2 separate regions of the Anas platyrhynchos genome follow, and region 1 is linked to region 2. Evidence: chromatin contacts called from public Hi-C data. All regions are on one chromosome and are shown on one strand. Each heading gives the region's core, a stretch centred on a gene start, on an enhancer-like site or on the middle of the called end of the contact. The rest is flanking DNA. Distances are from core to core; before and after follow the strand shown.

The links. A called contact is a pair of places that touch in the nucleus more often than the background predicts.
Region 1: a Hi-C map of subcutaneous adipose tissue shows a contact between it and region 2, with 3 times the contacts expected there. The contact joins two enhancer-like sites. A contact is called at or near these places in 2 of 8 Hi-C or Micro-C datasets (liver and subcutaneous adipose tissue).

What each region holds. Positions count from the first base shown.
Region 1 is chr1:55,385,112-55,388,349 of IASCAAS_PekinDuck_T2T, forward strand. No RefSeq gene overlaps it. Among named protein-coding and RNA genes, the nearest start is that of HMOX1, 3.7 kb to the left of the region's middle. Within about 2 kb of position 1,945, at least 4 of the 8 cell types and tissues checked have an H3K27ac peak or open chromatin away from gene starts, as enhancers often do.
Region 2 is chr1:55,290,732-55,294,037 of IASCAAS_PekinDuck_T2T, forward strand. It overlaps LOC119715660 (a long non-coding RNA gene), which reads left to right. Exons shown (of 4, transcript XR_005262945.2): 2 at 436-2,672; 3 at 2,848-2,940. Among named protein-coding and RNA genes, the nearest start is that of MB, 15 kb to the left of the region's middle. Within about 2 kb of position 1,935, at least 1 of the 8 cell types and tissues checked has an H3K27ac peak or open chromatin away from gene starts, as enhancers often do.

The DNA.
Region 1 (3,238 bases), core at 695-3,194, 94 kb after region 2:
GGTGCAGGGTAGCAAGCTGCACCCCAGAAGCAGGGGTTATTTGGTATCGGGGTTATTCGGGATAAAGGGGCTGTGAAACTGGGCCCCGCTCTCCGGAAAGGCCCAGAGGCCCTGCAGCAGGATGGAAGGAGAACTGAAAGTGGGCTCTCATCAGTTTGCAGCCACTTGCCTGGGGCTTTTCTGGCCTCATCCAGTGCTCAGCAGCGCGGACTTGTATTGCTTCCCCTCTGCTGTTGCTGTGCAGTGCAGGGAAGCTTTAAGGGCACTGTGTGTGCCCGTGTGCTGGCAGAGGTTTGCTCTTCCTAGAAGAAAACCTCATAAATGGATGCTGACGAATGATGGATGGGGAAAAAGACGTGTGCTTTTTGTGGAAATAAGCAAACCAGCCCCTGGAGCAGCACACTCAGGGTACAGTGAGCCACCCTCACCCAGGGCACTAGTGCATTTTGCTTGGACCTCATGGCAGTGTCCCCCTGTGGTGTCCCCCACAGCTGCCAAAAGTCCCATCCCTCATCTCCTACCCTGCCAGCAAGCAGCGGGCGGGTGGTGCCAGGGCTGTGATGTGCCTGGGCACTGCTGAGATTGCCCTGGAGGTTTGTGGCAAAGCTGAATCGGGTAGCCCGAGGCAGGTATGTGTAACAGCTCCTGCTGGGCTTGAAAGCCTCTGTCTGCCTGTCCCAGCCCCTGAGAAAATATTTCAGTCAGGGGATCAGTTAGATGAGGAGTTAACAACAAGGAGTTGTTGAGGAATCAGTGATTTTTTTCAGGGGCAGGGAGGTGAGGTGGGGAGATTTTCCTTGTGGATTTTGCAGGCAGAAACTTCGCTTGTGCAGAGAGCAGAGCTCACAGCCCCGCGCTGGAAGCCCTGAGCCCTGCTTGCCCCTGGCCCCTGGTCCCCAGGGGGACGAGGAGGGGCCGGCTGGTGACAGCCAGGCTCGGCTGGCCAGGGGGGGAGCATGGGCATCCTGAGACCGTGACACAGCAGAAATCTGCAGTGCCTGACAAGGAAGGGGAGGCTGACTCAGCACCCAGAACTTGCTGTGCAAAGGGGAAAGGAACAAGAAAAAAAAAAAAAAAAAAACAAAACAACACATGAAGTTGCAATATCCGCTTAAATTGGCTTCCCGGCGGGGGGAGTCGCTGCCGGAGGGTATGGGACGTGCTGTGGGTGGGTTGGTGTTTACTAGAGGGAGGCTGCCCGGCCCTGGCAGAACTGATTGTGCTCGCTGCCGTCAGCACGGAACAATCCGAGCCGAGATCAGAGATGCAGGTGGAAACACGGAGGCTGTGACCCCAAGGCACTGAAAATCCCCATGGGGTGTGTGTGTGTGTGGGGGGGGGTGTGCCTTCAGGAGGGTCCTGCAGACGGACAGTGCAGTTCTGCACTGAAAAAACAGGGACAGAGGTGGAGGGAGAAGGATGTGCACGTGCATTTCTCGGGCATAAACGAAGCAGCTGGGTGGAAACGGGAAGCACAGATTATAATACCTACTTGAAATGTAGGTATTTGCATGGAAACACGCATGCCACGGCACATAGATACCGAGCCGCCTCCATCGTGGCCGTGCTACAGCCCTGCAGAAAGCAAAGCACGCCCTGCTCGGGACGGGACAAGCAGCAAGGAGCTGGGGTTGAAAAACCGCACGTAGGCACCGAGCAGGACTTTGCACCGCAGCTCGCACGCCTTTCTCAGGGGAGGGGAGGAGGTGAACCAGGAACCGAGCCCTACACAGACAGAGGGAGCCCCCCTTTGCCCCCCCTGGGCTTCCATCCCCCTTTCCCCCGGGGTACGGGAGCTGCACATCCTCCGCCGCGGCCAGCCGGGGCTTTTCTTTCTGGAGATTTCTCCAGGCGTCCCGAGGAAAGGGCGCGGGGCCAAGAACAGCGGCTGCAACCTCAGCACGTCGGCCTGAAGCCGCCCTCCCGATATCCGGCCACACGTGGCCCCGCTGCACCGTGACTCAGCAAAAAGAGCCCCCCCCCACCGCTGCCCGAAAGCATTACTCAGCGATACCGTGGCCTGGTGTGACCCTGACTCAGCAGAACGCCCATATGGGGGAAAGGGCGAGTCAGCGTTTGTGGGGCCCCCGCTTTGGCTGCCCCGGGGGTTTGGAGGCTGACCCAGGACATCGGGGATGCTGCAGCCCCTTATGGGGGAAATTCACCCTTACTGGTGTTTTTTTTTAGAAAATATTCAGGGTGGGAAGGAGCTTATTGTAGATGCTGGCCAAGGCACAGCCTGCACCTTCACTTCCTCCCCCCTTTTTTTCTTCATTCTGTACCAAAAAATCACCGCAGGGCAGGCAGGCAAGGCTGCTCACCAGCCTGAGCTGCTGTTTGCGAGAGCTTTGGTTTAGGAGCAGGAGGCTGGATGCTAATGGGGAGGAATGAGCCCCAGGTGGGTTGCCCAGGCGGGAAGGCAGCTGGTGCATATGCCTGTAATTACGGAGCAGGGAAGGCACCGAGCAGAAATTTGTCCCAGTTTCCTTCAGAGCTCTTTATTTAGGGGCAGGGCGGGTTCAGCTTCAGGGAGCCCTGTGTACTGCGGTGCTTCGGGAGCACGAGTACAAAGGAGCGAGAATATCCCAGTTTTGGGAAAAGTGGGAATTTCCCACGGCCTTCCCAGTCACCAGGGGCAGAGAGCATCCTTGCCCTTGTGCACACAGTGTCTGGCATGGTGAGCCCTCAGGACTATGGCCGTGGCTCTTGAGTTAAATAATAATTAACAGCAACACCCGGGCAACGTGAGTGTGGTGTGGGATTCAAATTAAAGGGCTGAGCTGCCAGATGTGGTCTGGTGGAGCTGAGAGGGACCAGAGGTGCTCAGCCCGGGATGGGCTCCCCTGGTGCAGCTGATGGGCAGAGCGATTGCACAAAGTGTCCTTGTGGGAGCTGCAGGAAATCCCTATCCTCGCCTCACCCCTCCATCAAATCCACCTTGTGCCTCAGCAATGATTTTTGGCAGACAACAGCCCCAAATCAAGCACCTGGAGACTGGCACGTGTGGATTTTTGTTGGTTCAGGGAGTTTCTCATCCCCACAAAAACCTCTGCTCCTGGGGCTGGACCCAGCCTCGCTGCAGCAGGCAGCTGGAGTAGGGAGGGATGCTGAAACACTGCTGGAACCCACACCGCCGAAAACTTCCCTTACCCATAGGGCCAGATCCTGCTCCTCTGCCCGTTCCCAGCTCTGTGACTTCTCCCAACCCCGCCGGGAGAGGGAAGCGAGCCCAGTGCTG
Region 2 (3,306 bases), core at 685-3,184:
ATGCTAACAGCAAATTCTTTGCCACAGGCTTGGGACCACTCATTTCATTCTGCTCATGATGCAGGAGGAAGTTGGAAACCGGCTCTGCATTTATTCATCAGCTGCAGTATGAACCCCTTTTATTGCTGCCTTTTGTGGCGATAGCTGCGATCTATTTAAAGGGCTAAGCCTTCACACTGCAGTCCCCTGCAGCAGATGTAGTAGAAGCAGATACCCACGGAGGGGAGGCAAAATGAACTCGTCCTGATGCTCAAAGGCCAGGCTTCATCGCAATCACTGACAAATACCCAGCTCCTGGCACTTGAAGACGGGGTTTGGTTCCTTTTTCAGTGGTTTGGGGCTTGGAGGGAGGGAGGGAAGGTCTCTTGGGGAACTTATGCTGCAATTTATATTCCCTGCTTCATATTCATCCGCTCTTTCATTTCTTCCCCTTAGAGGGCATCCAAGGAGAAGGAGACGCTTCTGGTCTTGTGACCTATCTCTGCATCCTCGGAGACATCATGGCTAAATCCACGTGGCATGACTGCCAGCCTCAGCCTGAAGTTAACACCAGCAAACTCATTCTCAGCTCAGCAGTTGGTCCTTAAACACGAACTTTAAAGCTGCACGGGTGGGTAAATACTGCAGGAAACCAAGGGCCTCAGACAGATCCTTTTATAGGAGAAACTGCTGAGACGTTTCATTGTTGTTTTTTTTTTCTTTACCAACCATTCTGTTAACTTTGGTCCTCTGCACTAGACTGATCGGTGTCAGAGCTGGCCAAGTGCAGGGTTTCTCTGCTTGGACAATAGCCTGGCAGAATACCATGGAGAGCTATTAAGAACTTTGGATAGTAAAGGCTTGGCTACGAATTCCTGTTTAAACCAAGGCTCATGTTCATCAGAATTGTTGCCTGCTAAGCTTTTCTCATTGGGGTGGGAATGGAGCAAAGGGAGGAAAGAGCAAAAGTGGCACTAGGTATGTGCTCTGTGAAGGCACAGTGGTGTCCTCAGTGGTTTGTCCTTACCGTGTCTCCTCTCCCCACTGTCTTGTCGCTCTGCTTTTCTACTTTGCCCACCTTACCAGGGCCTGCATGAATGAACTGATCTCACTCTCAAACAGGAAACAAGAAATAAAGAATTACAGCACCATACACACTACTATAAAGCATCACCGCATCACGGCTGCAGTCTTGTTCCTGTAGACCGCATAGCGACATGGCTGTTACAAAAACAAACAAAATTTATGCTCGCTAAGAAAAGGTTCCTGAAAGGCACATCCACCCCATGAAGACCTTTTTACATTTTCAAAGGGAAAAAAAAATGTGGCTGAGAATCAACTATTTAAGCCCATAGCAACAGCAGGGTATTTTTGTTTGGAGAGGTGTAGGCGACAGGGAAGAAGTATAGCTATTTTCCTCCCAGGGTATATTCTGTATCTGGGTTTTGCTAGTCCGAAGTGACTTCTGCAGTCTTTTACCAAGCTTTATCAGGCTAATGCCTGGAGATATAAGCTCCTGTTAGTATGATGCAACCAGATTGAAGTGCCACCCCAGGCCAGCTTTCCCCTTGCAGCCACGTTGTAGGATATGATGCCCACCGTGGTGGTAGAGGGGACCATGCAGTTGCCAAACAGGTTAACATCGTGGTGTGCTCAGAGGGGTGGCTGAGGTCATACAATGCCCAGTGTTGCTCCACTTCTTGAGTTGCAGACTGTTGTCTCCTAAGAAAATTCCTTTTTACTGAGTAATTAATACAAAGCCTCAGTGCAGCCTAAACTAGTTGTCATGGCATCACTTGTTTGTTGTTGTGTTTTTTATTTTTGTTTGTTTTTGTTTCCCCCTCCCCCCCCAGAATATATCTGAATAATTGGGATTTGGTCTATGACAGAGACAGGAATGGGAAACATATTTGCCCACCCAAGCTTTAGAGAAAGCTTATGAATGATGTACCAAATATTAGTCAAGTAGCAGTTTGAGTCACACCTGGCACCACAGCACAGCTGACTCAAGAAGCAGTCCTCTGGGACACTACGCAAGGATAAATGAAAATAGAGAGAAACTCTGGCAGCGAAATCTCCTTTCTTCTCTGTTTCTTTGGGATGTTGTCCGCTGCATTACTGGAGGAGATACTGCTTGGTCTAAGTACAAGGGACCTCTTGCTCCCAACCCCCAAAGTAAATCCCAAAGTCATTTTCAAACCAAGACAGCTATCAAGATGGGACTCGTGGTTCATATTCTTTCTCCCACTGTTACTGTCCAATGTCCCGAGCCAGCTGCTAGCCCAAAAACATCAAAACAGAACTTACACTGGAATAAGAAGTGGGGTGAGGGGAAGGAAGTTCAGATCTTCCATTTCAACCTGCTCCTTGACCACAGACATAGCAGAGGGCTATGCAGGTCTGCATTCAGATGACTGGCTGAATAATTTCATTATACAGCATCTTCCCTAGCCTCCCACAAGGCGTCATTTGTCTGTCAAGGAAGGAAACATCATCCCTCCTCAATGAAGGGCCTTCGATTTGCTTGAAGAATTGCTTTTATCATATACAATTAGTGGAGGGCTGACAGTGTGTTTGGACAAGGTACAAAACACAAAGGGTAAACAGTCCCTGCTCCACAGAGACCAAGACAACTTTGTTGAGCCAGCTTGTTCTTGCCAGTGAGGCCTGCACCATGACCTTTTCCCAGTGAGGTAAGAGCAATCCGCTAGTAATGTTCCAGGGGCTTCACTCCACATGAGCGAGAAAAAAGGTAAAATTAAATGTGATGAGCATGACTGTCATTCCATAAGCTATCCTTCTGCTTTCTGCTGGGCATTCACTTTTGCATGGACAAAACTGAAATGGTTTCCACCATTTCTCTTGTAGGTGTAATGTGCTCCAGGAAAGGCCATTCACCTCAGCAACAGACAGGCTTTGGCTCATTTGCTTCCAAATGCTATCTATGTCCTGTTGCTCAAGGTAATGTGGCTCTATTTCATTACATTACCACATATACTCGTCATTGCTTTAAACTGTACAGAAGCAACACCATTCAGACACAAAATACACTCAAATGGATCTGCCTGTTCTTCATGCAACTCCTTTGAGTGGTCATAAAAGACAACAGTAGCTGTAGGTATAGGCACCATAACACAAAGGACTTCAAAGACTGATTAAGCTAGGTAGAAGGTGTCAGAAGAGGCAGCCTGAAGTGGTTAGAAGAAGCAGCCAGAGAGGGGAGGTGAAGAATGCAATAACACTGAATACAGTAATTCAGTTGCTGATTTAAAAAAAAGAAGAAGAAAAAAAAATCATAGCACATTGGACATTAGTTTATTAAGGGCT